2 separate regions of the Anas platyrhynchos genome follow, and region 1 is linked to region 2. A link is a contact called in public Hi-C data. All regions are on one chromosome and are shown on one strand. The core of a region is the stretch at or near the end of the contact, and the rest is flanking DNA. Distances in the headings are between cores, read along the strand shown.

Region 1 (7,376 bases), core at 4,342-6,841, 51 kb after region 2:
GTTTGTTAATGTGGCTTTACAGGTAAGCTCTCTTCCTAATAACATGGCGGGCCACTCAAAAGCATTTTTGTTGGCATAGTGGCTTCTATTAACTAGAGTATTTCTTTCGAGACATCACCAATTCCAGCTCTCTGTCAACATCGCTGTGTCAGTGAGTTCCTTGTGCAGACCTGGCTCAAATGTTACCGAGCTCTGGTTTACACCAGCAAGTTTTGCCAGTTCCTCCTCCTCATCCTCTCACAAAGAGAAACCAGTGCTCCCAGATAAATTCCTCGCTGCAGGTTTGGGAACTCAGAAGAGCAATCACTTATTGTCAGGGAGAAGAGTTGTACAGCCGTGTCCATGAAAAGCTCTCCCCCTGTTGGCTCTCTCAGTGTTGTACCTGGGCTTCGCATGTCTCTGGTACCTGCTCGGGCTGTGATCTGCTTCCCTGGAAGTAGGAGGCTGTGCACACCAGCATGATCCCAGCTGTGCTCTGCCAGCCACTGGTTTCTTGAGAAGGAAACGTGGACCTGACAGCCTGGATGGTGGAGGAGCAGAATGCTGCTGCAATGGGACGTGGAGGGTGGGTGAGCATCACCCTAGGGGACGCCTCCAGCACCGCTGCTGAGTGCTCCCCGTGCCCCAGAGGCCCTGGGTGTAGAAGAGACCTCCAAGCTCCACTGCCAGTTAGCCTCCTCAGGTACAAGAAAGGCCCTGGCGGTTGTTTAGAGATGGCTTTCGTGCACCCCAAGGCATGTGTTAACTCTGCCACCACAATGGTTTGTTGCTCTTTCAAGTCACTGCAAACCAAGGCAGCTTTCCTCCTGGTTCTACGTGGACACAGGGGTATGGGCAAGTGTGGGCTGTGGCTACAAAAATGAACTCTGCCGTATTCAGAGCAGTCTTCACCCTCCAACCCCCTAACCTCTCTCATGTGTTTCAAATCATGTTCTGTCAGTATTTGGGCAAGAAGTTGAAACTGGAGAGTGTTTCAGCGTGTTAGTTATCCTTATCAAAACTGGAAAATTTCTTAGCGTTGTTACTGCTAAACAGCTTCACGGTTGTGCAGATAAGAGTGCCTTTTGGGGACGAATTGCCACTAATAAAGCATTTCAGAGCACAGTGACAGCATCAATGCTGAGCAAAACCGTGTAGCTAAAGATTGGAGCACACCCCTGTGATGGAAAGGTTTTGCTGGGAAGGACTGTTTGTTCTGGCACCGTGCTGCACACCTTGCCCACATTCGTGTGGTTTGTTGTCTCTTTGCTGTCTCCCAACAAAAACTATTCCAGACCACTATCACTGGAAATGGAGCACAAGTTTGAAACCAGAAGTCTTCCTGGTTTTCAAGTTGTAGCAGTCACAGAGGAAGGCAGGAAATCAGTGCTGCCAGTGGGAAAGAACAAAATGGGGAATAACGCTGGCTCGAAGACTCAGAAGAGGAGATTGCTTGGATTGTGAAATTAGTTAGGGTTATTTTCATGTAGGAACAAAGACTCCATATACATTTGTTACCAATTGCTTATAATGCAGGTCTCTCCTATTATGTGTAATACTCAGAAATGCATGGGAAGTAGGAAGTTCTTTCCTATGTGCAGCACACATTAGTTTAAAAATTGGCGTAAAGGAATAGGAGTTTTGTTTTTCGGGTCTTTCTTTCTTTAAAAAGTGCTTATACCGAATGTTTTGTTTTATATTGCCAGTTTGAAGTGGAGATCAAGTCAGCAGTGCAGCAGCCACCACGTATAGCTGTGTGAAGAACATCTCTTGTAAATATCAGTCGATACATCTCTGAGTGTTTTATGGAACGTAACATAAAAGGCATATTCCTTGCCAAAACTTCCTTTGTGCTGGGCTTCTCTCTAATGTAATTTCCATCAGTTAAAGAATAAAGAGAGCATGTTTTTGGGCCCGTTTTGCTTGGCAGTGCACAAAGGAAAAGAAGGTTTGGGGGGGTGGGGAGTATGATTTCTCAGCTCCTTCACACAAAGAAATACTGTACTGCTTTCAGAGATCTCTTAGTACAAATGCCTCCTGTCACAGGCGATCAGTGTTACGCCATTTTGACACAGCTGTACAGGATACTGCAGTGCTTTATGAAATCGTTGCCCTGGACTCAGTACAGGAGGACTGGAACTGGGCTAAAGCCATAGGTCTGATTTTCTGTACTCATGCTGGTGCTAATTGTGAAGCTAAAATTGCTTCAGTGGGTAGTTCTCAAATGGCACCATTTAACGTTAACGTGCACGTAGAAGATGAGGCTAACCTAGCACAGAGCTGCTTGGAAGGACGGGGGCTGTCTGTCTGTCTGGGGCTGTGCAGCTGTGTGCTGTCTCAGAGGAAGGAGTAAGAGAAATCCAAACTTGCATGGCACCCCTGTTGACTTTATCTCGTGATTTTGTCAGCATGTCTGTATCGAAACCCTGGTAGTTTAAAATGCGGTTGGTTGTTCTTTCCTTGAACTTAAACCCAGTAACCTAGTTGAATGCGCCAAAGGAATCCAAACAGTGTGGTAGGGCTGGATGTTTCAGGGACATCTTATTTCAACCGTTTCATCCATAGCAGATGTCCCACCAGAACATTGTCCCATCCCAAAAAGTCCGACTGCAAGCCACCAAATGCTTGGCTCTGTCTCCTCCTGCTAGAAGTGGCATCTGCCAGATCTCTGCACCAGGAGACAAGGCTTGACTGGGAAAAAGAGTTGGACTCACCTCAGCGGGGTGTGGAGGGAGGCAGCTGGAGAGCTCTATACCCCACCTAGAGCAGGCAGTGCTGCTGCCAAGAAGGGAACGGCCTGGCTGGCAGTGGGTCACCTGGCTCAGCAGCTACCTGAAGACACTGGTACGAGGGACGATGCTGTGTGCCACATGCTTTATGTGCCTTGAAGTAGTTCTGCTGCTGTAGCCCTACACAGGGAAAAGCAGAAGGTAAAGAGCTGATGTTCCTTGTGGTGGTTAGCACAAGCACATGCACAAGAATGTGGTTCGTGCTTGTTAAACTCGCATCCTGGTTGCCCTCTCCCAGATGAGCTGTGTAATACTGAAAATGAGATAACAGTAAATAAAACGTTCAACCTAGTTTGAAACTGTCAATAAACAAATGTCTCTGTTTTATGTTGTGTGCACACATTTGGTTATCAGATGTTTCCAACAGTCCTGCTGCTTGATGCTCTTTGTATGCATCTCCTTTTGGGACTCGCGTATGAATTTTCTCCTAATTACAATCTTGCACTGCTAAAACTAGTTTATTAATGATGAGTGACCATGACTCCATTAATGTGTAAGAAGAAAGTAAGATCCAACTCCCTTGCCTTCTGCTGGTCACAAGTACTTTGAAGGTAGGTGGCTTTATTCCCATGCTTACCATTTGAATATGTTATCTTTTTATGCTCAAAGTATCAAACTTCCTCATTAGTGGGCTTGCTGTGAGAACATCTTCTAGAGCTGGTTTTTTGACTTAAAACAGAAACTGAAAATTTTATCAGACTTACTTATGTTGCACTGAATTCCATCAGATTTCTTGGTGTCCCTCTATTTTACAATTTTCACGAAAGTACTTCCTTTAAAATCTAGTTTAAGAGCTCGTGTCTTGCTGCTGGTTCAGTAATGCAGCCTGCTCTGTTTGCAGTGTGTCGCTGGTACGTTGCCCAGTGCTGTGTGCTCGTGTACTAGTGGAGGGGGGTGTTTGGAGATTTGAGGAGACAAAGGTCTCTGTACTCTTTCATGTTTGCATGGGATTTTTTGTTCAGTTCCAATTCATTGCTTTTTAGCAAGTGTGGACCATTCAACTTCGACTGCTTGTTTATTTTTTTTGTTTGTTTGTTTTCCTTTTCTTGAAGTCAAAGAAACACATCAATATTTGTGATTCTGGTGGATTTTGAAACAATTGGTCTGTTTGTTTGCTAGTATATTCTAGCAAAAATGTGTAGGCATTGCATAATGAAGGTAATTAATGTTGCCTCTGAGTTTCCATTTGATTCACACTGAGACAGGGAATCCTGATGTGCAAATGACGGTCCCTCTGTATTTGTGTGAACATTTTGGGTCTTTCAGCCTTGTGTTTCACACAGCCCACCTCTGTTATTTTACCACAGGCATTGATACGTGCTCAGTTTAACGGTTTCCTTTTGTACTTTCTGAGGTTTTCCTGCTTCTTTTTGGTTCTTATTCTTGTATTTCCCTTTAAAAGAATCTTCTGGCCCTCCACAGGTAATTTTGCAGCTTTGCTCAAACTCAGATGTAACAAATTCTGCACCTTAAAGCGAACTGTGTGAATTTGTGTTCAGCATGTACCAGATTTTTATTTAGTATGCCTTTAAATGTGGTTCATGCTTGACTTTCACAGTGAAGGCGTGCTGGATATTTCAGTGCAAGTACACCTTGTTTCTTTATGTTTGCTGTTGGTGTGGGTATGGGCTACTAGTAACACAGTAAGAATAAAGGTTTCTATCGATATTTATATAAGGTGTGTGGTTTATTTTTCCCCATTGGATGTGTTGTTAAATAATAACTGCTGTGCTCCAGTGTTATTTTTTAGGTAACTTTATAAAAGAACACACATCACTTGAAGGATTAGTTTTTTTTTTCCCCTAAACTGTTGCATGGAGAATAGTGTTCAGTATATAATGTGTTAGACCGTGAAGAGTAGAAATGCGGTCTTTAGGTGGAAAGAGGGAGATGTATGACATTCTGGTGACACGTGTATAATTAGTTTTGGGGAAGTGAGGCAGAGTTATGATTTGTGGTCAGCTGTGTATTAGAATAGGGTTTTGTTGTTTCCTTAAGCAGACCTAGAAGGCTGCAGAATGGCAGCAGCCCTTGTGCTGTGTTTTTCCTTCGCCTGGGGAGAGCAGACTGCGCGCTGAAGGCAGATGAGAAGGGGTGCAAGTTACCCTGTCAGGGCACAAGAAGCACTTTCTCACATCAGCATGTTGTGTAGCCTTAATTTTGGTCGTCCTAATACTTAGCTCACTCAGGTGAGGCAGGCTAGAGAAGAGGACACTTGGTGGGCCTTGGAGAGCTGGGGCCAGCTTCTCAGTTCAGGCTCAGTCTGGTTTTGCCAGGAGCTAGAAGACCTGTAAGAAGAAGAGATATGTTGTCGGAATTGGTTGGTTACTGCTTAAAATCACAGGTAAATGCTGAAGAATAAAGACTTCCTCCTTCCTGACCGGACGAAACACAGGAAATGTGGCCAGTGGTGTGCAAACGAAACACCTCTGAAGTGATGCGAAGCCAAGGATGTGCGGCAAGGGCAAGGCTTGCACTGAACAGATGGTTTCAACCAGCATCTGCAGGAGTGAGGCTCGCCTTGCTGTCTCCTCCTTTCGTTCTGCCTCCAAGGAAGGTGGCTTTTAAGCGTTGCACAGCGTTCCCTCTTGTGCATGACAGGGGCTGCGGGTGCTGCCGGCTGCCATGGCAGTGGACGGGACGTGCGCCTCAGGGCGGCCTCGCCCTGGCCAGGAGACCCTGTGGCAGCAGCAGAGACCTTGTCCTGCTCGGGAGCGGAGCTGCCCCTGGCAGTCTTGTCAGGGATTGAAATGTCCTGACCGTGCCCCGTGCCGTGGTGGGTCAGGTGATAAGGGTGGTTATTCTTAGGGCATGACAGCATACTGAAATACATCTGTGCCCCGGTGTAGGGAACCAGACGTTTCTGAGGTGCTGTGCTCCATGTGCCTCTCAGGGCTGTGTTCCCTCCCCTGCTGCCACACCACAGCACGAGTACCACGCTGGGCTTTCTTAGGTCTATCAAACCCTGTATTTAGTCTTTTTCCTCTTGATTGCTAAGTTATTTTTCAGTAAGCCATGAGCAAATATACAGACAATTCTTACATAAGCCACTTTAATTATGTTTGTCAATTTAATATCCTATTCTGATCTCATTTGCTGCCCTTCACTGACTTCAGCAGGACTATTTCTGATGCCTGGCATGATAAAGGAGGGTTGCACCTGGTCACTGAAATGCCCAAGTGCTGCATGATTTTAGGATAGGGCCTTTCTGTCCAAGCAGCAGCCAGGCCCTCACGGGGTGCAGACACCCATGGGTAGCAGGGAAGCTGCCAGCCATTTCTGCCCACAGACAAAACGTGTCCCACGTTTCAACGCTGTTGTCTTCCCCCGCTGTCTCTGCACACCCAGAGTCTCAGATAATTAATTTGGCAGACCTTGGCCTGTATTTTTATAACTTTATTTTTTTAACCTGTTCTAGCCTGCTGTGGGTGCTGCCAAAATACAAAAAGCAAGCGATGAAGGGGATCTTCAGAAGGGTGTGTTTGAAAAGCTTTTATAATAGTTTATTTTAAATTCTTGCCTCTGTGTGGGTGAAAAGTAATTAAAGCAAGAACTACATTGCAAATGATGTTAATTCTGAAAATACATTAAGTACATATCATCAAAGTTTTTATTTCTGAAAGCTCTAATTTTGTTAAAAATACTGAAAAGCAACTCCAGTAGAAGCCTGGTTGCACTGTAAACGGTGCAAAAGTATTTTAGTAACTGTAGTACTAATGAGCAGAACATTTTTTTTCCCTTTAATTTTTTTAAATGGCATTAGTATTCCAAACAGCAAAATCCCTGGCTGGAGAATTGTAGAAATGATGATTGCTCATTAGCAAATAGAATACAGATGTTCTGTTCATTTTGCCTGAGTGCTTCACATAAACACCTTGGGGAGTGACTGGCACGGAGTACAGAACTTGATAGCATAACAGTGTGCTCGGCACTTCGGGGCTGGCAGCAGAAGCAGAAGCATACCATGTAATTTTATAAAATTTTGTGTAATTTTTAATCATTTGTAGAGTTTGTGTAAAGCGAAGACCTTCATATGGGAGAGGGAGGGGGGATGTGGATGTCTATGGGGCTGTAAATGCCACCAGAAACTACAGCCGGGTCAACAACGAGTCCAGGAGCTGGACCCATTGGTCCATGTGGGTCCCTTCCAACTCAGGGTATTCTGTGCTTCTGTGAGCTTCGTGGAGGGCTGTTCACATCTTTCTGGTTGACTTTCAACCTTCAGTTGACAAAGGAGCAGATTTCCATCCTTCTGTGATTATAGGTCATCATAGGTCTGTGAGTCTTGTATCGGTCACATGTTTTTGAATTTCTTGGGCCTCTGAGGTGACATGTTTTTGGTTCCTTTCTCATGTTTGTCTCCAGGAGGGGTAACCAGGTGAGGAATTTGCTGTTCTGCCTCTCCCCTTTCATTCCTCCATCTTGCCCCCACCCAACAACAATTCCACTTCTAGAGCGAAGTTATTCTTCTGCACTCAGGAGATCACCCTGCGTGAGAGCAGCTTTGCTTTTAATCATATATGTGACTTCTGTTGAGCACACAGTAAATAGGGACTGGAATAGTAAAGCACCACTGGGAACTTTCTGAAAGTTGTGTGTTGGGAGCAT
Region 2 (6,466 bases), core at 1,519-4,018:
GCCGGCCGCCTGCAGCCAACCCTACAAAACCACCCAGCCGGCAGCATCACTGTGACCGAGCCATGGCAGTGGCGGCTCTCAACACCCTATGGACTCCGGCGCTTTTTGGGGCGGGGGGCGGATTTTTCCGGAATGGATCCTGCGCTTAGCGCTGTGCCTGGGGATGCTGGCGCGGGAGCAGCGGCCGCCTGCCCCGGGTGCCGGATTGGCCTGGCGGCCTCCATGGCAACGGGCGTCGCCATGGCACCGCGTAGCCTGGCAGGTGCAGCGGCACGGCGGCATGGCAGCACGGCATTATGGCGGCACAGGGCCTGCGCTGCCTGGCGCGGGGACAGCCCGCTGGGGCGCAGCCGCGCCGTTGCCGTGGCGACAGGGAATCCTGCATAGCAACAGCAGGCGGCCCGCAACTTTTGGGGGAATCAGCATCCTGCACCCGGCTTTGTCTGCCATCTGGGGCAGAAGGATTGTGGCGTTTGTGTATTTATTTAGTTTTATTTTCGTATTTTTTTCCCCCTCCCCTGTTACAAAATGAGCTGCTGACTTATAGCGAGCCAGCGCCGGGAGGTGACAGGAGCACAGGGCATCCGCGGTATGGCCTCGCTGCATCCTATCTTTCCTGTGGGGCTTTAGAGAAATATTTTCCACAGTGTCACCATTGCGTGGGATTTTTTCGCTTTTACGTTCCCCCTGCTCCCAGCGATCCCCCCGCTACTGCACTTTGCAGAAGGACAGATGAATAATTGGAGTGATGGCATTACAATGGTAATTTGTGTATTTGAATGAGGTTTGCTTCCAGAGCCTCATTTTATTGTCTCTGTTGCATTTTTAAGAGTATTTTAATTATGCCCATATAGATTTATGCAGAGACTCTTGTATCAAGTGAAAGTGTAAAGCACATCTGACACACAACTGGAGGGATTTTGATCCCTTCTAATCCCCACAAGCAAAACATTCCGGCAAACACATGCAGCTGCAAGCAGTAGCCCCGGTGTTTGATGCCTGAAGCAGGTATTCACTCAGTGGGGTGGCTTGGCCAGAACCGGTGATGTTGCTGGCAGCTGTCACCTGCAGGGGCTTGCAGTGGCTTTTCCAGGTCATCCTTCACCGATGTCCAGATGTAGCTGGGCAAATGGCAGAGCCATCCTCTGAGCAACGAGTGGGAGGGTGCCACCAAAACACCCTCAAGCAAGTCCCCAGACTGAAAGGGAAACTTGCCTTCCCTGGAAAGAGGGAGATGGAAGAGCTGCTGCTACTCAGCTCGTGCTGCCAGGCGCTCGCACAGTAGCTATGAGTCTTCTGATAATGGCTGCATCATAAAACAAAGAGCTTGCAGGGCTGCAGGAGTAAACTGCTCACAAATAGACGCCCGAAGGAGGTTGAGCTTTGCATTAAAATATTGTGGTCTTGCTCTTATTTTTAGCTGGGTGTCTTTCAGCACTTCCACTGTCAAATAAAACTTAATCTTCCTGTGGTCTTCTAAAATATTTAGTTAGTCACCTGCTACAGACTGACAGAATATCAGCATAAGGCTTCTCTAGGCCATCAGTGACTGTTGAGTTAATTTCATTATGCATTGGTAGTTACATGGCAAAGTCATTTTTTGGATAGATTTCTGATACATTCGCAAGTAGTTGAACATTCCCTGTGCGTTTGGAAAAACATTAATCCCATATGTATGTGATTGCTTTCTCATGTGTACAAAGACTTCGGTAGCGGGTAGAAAAATGTAAATCCGCTCTGCCATCGTCATATCTCCCGAGCAATACATTGTCATAGTAACAAATTCCAAGGGAAATTCTTCTGATGGTGGAGGTGATATGTTTAGAAAAAATCCTTGGATGGCAGAGTTTTGTCGCTGTCCGTCAGCCTTACATAACTGAAGCCCACAACTAAGAGAAACCATGTCACCTGATGTTAATGAAATACGCCTGAAACAAGATAATTCACCAATATTAGAACGCCTGTAGGAAACTGGGTTAATCGGAGGAATTGTAAGGTTTATAAGGATCAGTTGCGGCTATTCCACAGAGGCAAATTGACCTATTGCTTGTCTTTATCAGATGTTTTGGAAGAATAAGGATACACAAATGAATCACATGGTCAGTTTAGTATCTGCGTAAGCAGCTTAGGGGTGAATTGAGCATGGGGCAGAGGAATGTATTGTAAAAATATCCCAAGCAAGATGATCACTGAACGTACAAATGCTCCTTTTCTGAGCAGAGTTAATTCCAGCAGATAATTTAGCTTTACAACTCCAACAGAACATGCTGCATAAACATAACAGGGAAGACTTTTTATGAAGGAGTTTTATAATGTGAACCCACACATTTAGATGACTGACTCAGTATTATACTGGTATCATTTTAGATTAGACATCTGACTCAAACCAGGAAGTTTGGATTACACTGGGATCCATGTATACAAGAACGTAGTTTTGGGGGAAAAACAAGTCGCAGTGTTTGTACACAAGACAGAACTTCAGACTACTGTTGTCTGAATTGCTACTGCTTCTTTGAACGTGAAGAAGATTATCTGTAAGCTTAAGAGGAAGTATATAGTAATGCAAATTACTTAATTTTAATTGGGTTGGGTACGTGTTCTTAAAAGCAACGCTCATGCCAAACAGAGAAACCTTTATTTTCTAATTCTTCTGATGGAGGCGTATATCATGTCATTTATGATGAATTTCAAGGGTTAACTAACACTGATACACAGTGTGATAAAGAAAAAACTCTCCTGGGTGTGGAAAAATGAGTGCTTTAGTCCAAGGGCTATGGTGTGTTTCTTTTTAAATATTTACAGTTGTGTTGGCAATAGCAACCTTGAAACGTATTTATAGACACAAACTTTGTTAAGTAACTATGTAAGTCAGTGCCCTGATATTTTATCTGCATGCTTTACCTTCAGCTTTCTGACTCTAACTGAACTATAGGTGTGATTTTTCTCTTCTGGTAGTGCCTTGAGGAGATCTTGAAATGGATTTTTCTTTCCTCTAAGTATGTCATATCAGTATAGTTCTCAGTTATTTTCATTAGCAGAAGGAGAAATACTATCAAGAAATGTAATGTAAAATAACAGAAATTATTAGCATCACAGATGGCTAGGAATTTTTTGGAGATCTGGGTGACCTCGGAATCCTGGCTAGACCACTTTATAGACTATACGATGTGTAGAGTGTTGCTTTTTTCTGCTTTTCATTTTTCCAATGTATTTTGCTAAACCAGCGGTGAGCATTGGCACATCTGGGCTAAGCTGCCATGTAACTGATGAAATTGAAAATTGACCTGAAAAAGGAACTGAAGAGAGGTTTCTTTCTTGCGTTGCCCCAGCCCACCTGTTCAGAAAGGCTGCATCTGGTCCCTGGTTTGTTTGCATCTCTCTTGTAGGAGCAGCCTGGGTGAGCTTGCTTGATGTGTTGTGTGTTAGTGGGGCTCTTGGGTTCCCGGCTCAGCAGCCAGGGAAGTCCAGGCTCAGCAAGTCACAGAGCCACCTCTGCAGCGACTGCCTTCTGTGTAAAGACCCTTTTCAGAGCATATTTAATTTAAATGGCACTGCTGCTTGGCCTGGTTCTTCCTTTTCCCTTCCTTTCTTGGAAGTGCATGATGTAGGAGTGGGTATGTTAGTGACCAAATGTTTTATGAAACTTTACTACTGGAGAATTTGAAAAATGAGGAGTGGCTTGTGTTTTATTGAATTTAGTGTCTCTTATCACTATTGCCTTCCGTGCAGCTGCTGGCTTTCTAGAAGTGCTATGAGCTCCTTAAATTTTAATCACTTCTTTCTCCTGTGTCATGTCCTTCAATATCTGTTTCTACTAAAAATGTTTTTCTTTCTGCCCTTAATTCATACCATTTCAGACAGTGACCTGTCCCAAGCATAGGCGTTTTGTGAAGACTAAATTATGAAGAAGCCCACTGCAAAGCAGCACTTTTCGCACGTTTTAGCCAAAGGTCTGGAGCGGGCTCAGGAGGACGGCCCTCCTGAGGGGCCTCCCGCGGCCTCCATTTTGGTGCTGGCCCATCTCCGTAGGAACGTGTGTTTCTGACAAGCCACATTTCTTTGTGCTGCTGTAAAAGGAACGGTGCGTGTGACAGGTTTCCTTGTGAGGTAATCAGGTTAAGATAACCACACTCCCATACATACGTCTCATCCTGGGCTGAACGAGGAGCCGACTGCGGCACACCAAGTTGGTGGATACATGGGTTTGCTTCACACGCGGCTTCCCTGGTAGCACTGGGTGCACGCAGTGGCCCCTGCTCCCTGTTCAGATGGGTAGCACAGGAGTGGGGTCTTTGTGATCATGAGTCCCTGTTTGACTTTTGAAATTTATTAGTGAGATTCAAGTCTTGGTGTATATTGGATATCAAGCTTCTGTGATTTCTATCACTGCAAGCCATGTAGTGAACAGGGAGCATGGTGGCTGGGGGATGCTGATGTTGCTTGTTCATTTTGAATTTGAACTAAAGGAAATCACATTTTCCTGTTTTGAGACTGAAAGCATGCAGTCCTGCTACTCTTAATCCCAGCTTTCTGCTTCAATTTCCCTGGTTTAAAGCCTCCTGCCACATCTGGAGGAGGCAGAGTGGTGGCCCTGATTGGTGCCCAGGCAGCTCCCCAGGCAGCAGCGTGTGTGCAGTGCTGGAGGCCCCAGCTCTCATGGGGCACCCAGGACACTGCTACGGGGGGGGGGCGGGAAGACTTGAGCAATGCATAGTCTGCATACAGCCTGCTAAGGATGGGAAACTTTGAAGCTGTTGCACAAATGCTAAATGAACAACTGTTCTATTTTCCTTGTGATACCCACCTCCCAGCTTCTATTTGTTGGCTGCTTTTAGCAAGCTTTGTGTTCAGTATTTGTTAAACACCCACCATGTGGTGGGTTGGTTTCAGTGCTACTCTGTTACAGTGTGCACCCATATTTATGTCTCATTTAGGGGGGGGCGGCCTTAAAAGTCCCTCTGTTTTTCCTCCGGTTGCTCTCTGAGGGAGAAGGTTCTTCAGACATTTCCACCTCAGGTTTAGGCCTGTCCTGCAGTGCAAACAGCAGGTCTGAAGCCATGCTGGTACAGTCAGGGGACAGTTCAATCATTAACTCTGCACAGGGTAGTTTGTCACCTTGCTGTGGAAACAGTTTCCCCTCACCACAAGGACTGCTTTTGTAGATTGGCCACTTACAAAGCTACTGGATTTGGAAAAACTTGTTCAATTTTTTTGCTGGTTTTGGCTTCACTGCTCCCTCCCTAAAACTGTCACAAACTTCAGAAACCCTGTTGCCTATTGAAATTAAGCCTGCATCAAAGTGACCGTGTTGAAGGTTATTGTTCTGGACAGTGTATAAGCACTCTTTTTATCTGTAATGCTTTATGTATTGAGATCAGAAATGATCTTTTCTGGCCATTTGGTGAAGCTGGTGAAATAAACGTTTTCTATTCACTGAGTACTTTGAAACACTGAAAGACACTGTGGGGTATCTCCCTGCAAAAAGGGACTTAGAGAAGAAATTAATTGGTTGTCTTCTGCAGTCTAGAAGCACAGCTTTAATTCTGTGTCACTTTTTCTGGTTTGGGTAGGATATGAAACTGACCATAGGGCAATCTACTATTTCTGTGCATGCTACAACCCCTTTATCAAGATTGATCTCAATATTTTACTTCCTGGGTTGAGTCAGAATGAGTTTTCTTCCCTTGGTATGGTGTCAAGGCGGAGTCTTTGGGGAATTTTGGTCTGCTGTTTCTGTAGTTCAGGAACACGAGGAAAACAAGTTCTTCCAAGCTGTGCCCTCTGACACAGTAATTCGTCTTGATTTGAACATCATCTGTATTTTGAGACTATGCTGCTTTATTTCAGTTTTCTGGCAAATGAAAGAACATTGGTTCTGTCTGATGCCAGGTAGGAATAGCAAGGAAAATAACTTTTGCTTGAGTGAATGCCTCTAACACTATCAATGCATAAATATTTGAGGATTTGCCAGTCCAGGACCCATTCTTTATTATATTCTTATCAGTTCTTTAGCCAGTAGACTTCTGTGGTATGGGAAGTATCCTATTGGCTATGGCTTTATAAAACAAATAAGATCAGCTCTTACCTTTTAAATGGAATTTTCTTGTATTGTGCAGTATAAGGGATGTCGAGGGGAGGGAGATGAATGGGGAAGCAGGCAGCAGATCATGGACAGAAAAAGAAGAACAGAAAATCAAGTGTGTCCCCTTTCATACAACAGAGTTTCCTGAATTCTTGCTGTGACACCCTGTGCTCAGCAAGGACGACTGGTGGAAATACAAATAACTCTGATTGTGTCTTTGTTCCTCTCAAAATCAGACGAATGCTTCTGAGCTTTCTCAGCTGAGGTGTATTCAATTCTTTCTCACCTGTCCAACCCAAAATGGTGCAAATGTCATGTTTCCCACTTGCTACATACATGCAGATTTGGTTCTTCACATCTTTGTTTTGGCTGCGTGTTTGAAGG

The links. Hi-C and Micro-C count contacts between places; a contact is called where the count stands out from the background.
Region 1: a Hi-C map of liver shows a contact between it and region 2, with 1.6 times the contacts expected there. The contact joins two enhancer-like sites. A contact is called at or near these places in 2 of 8 Hi-C or Micro-C datasets (liver and skeletal muscle).

Annotation. Positions count from the first base shown.
Region 1 is chr5:18,113,675-18,121,050 of IASCAAS_PekinDuck_T2T, forward strand. All of the region lies in intron 4 of FOXN3 (forkhead box N3), which reads left to right. Among named protein-coding and RNA genes, the nearest start is that of TRNAT-UGU, 86 kb to the right of the region's middle. Within about 2 kb of position 5,592, at least 5 of the 8 cell types and tissues checked have an H3K27ac peak or open chromatin away from gene starts, as enhancers often do.
Region 2 is chr5:18,065,128-18,071,593 of IASCAAS_PekinDuck_T2T, forward strand. The region is part of intron 3 of FOXN3 (forkhead box N3); the gene reads left to right. Among named protein-coding and RNA genes, the nearest start is that of FOXN3, 96 kb to the left of the region's middle. Within about 2 kb of position 2,769, at least 3 of the 8 cell types and tissues checked have an H3K27ac peak or open chromatin away from gene starts, as enhancers often do.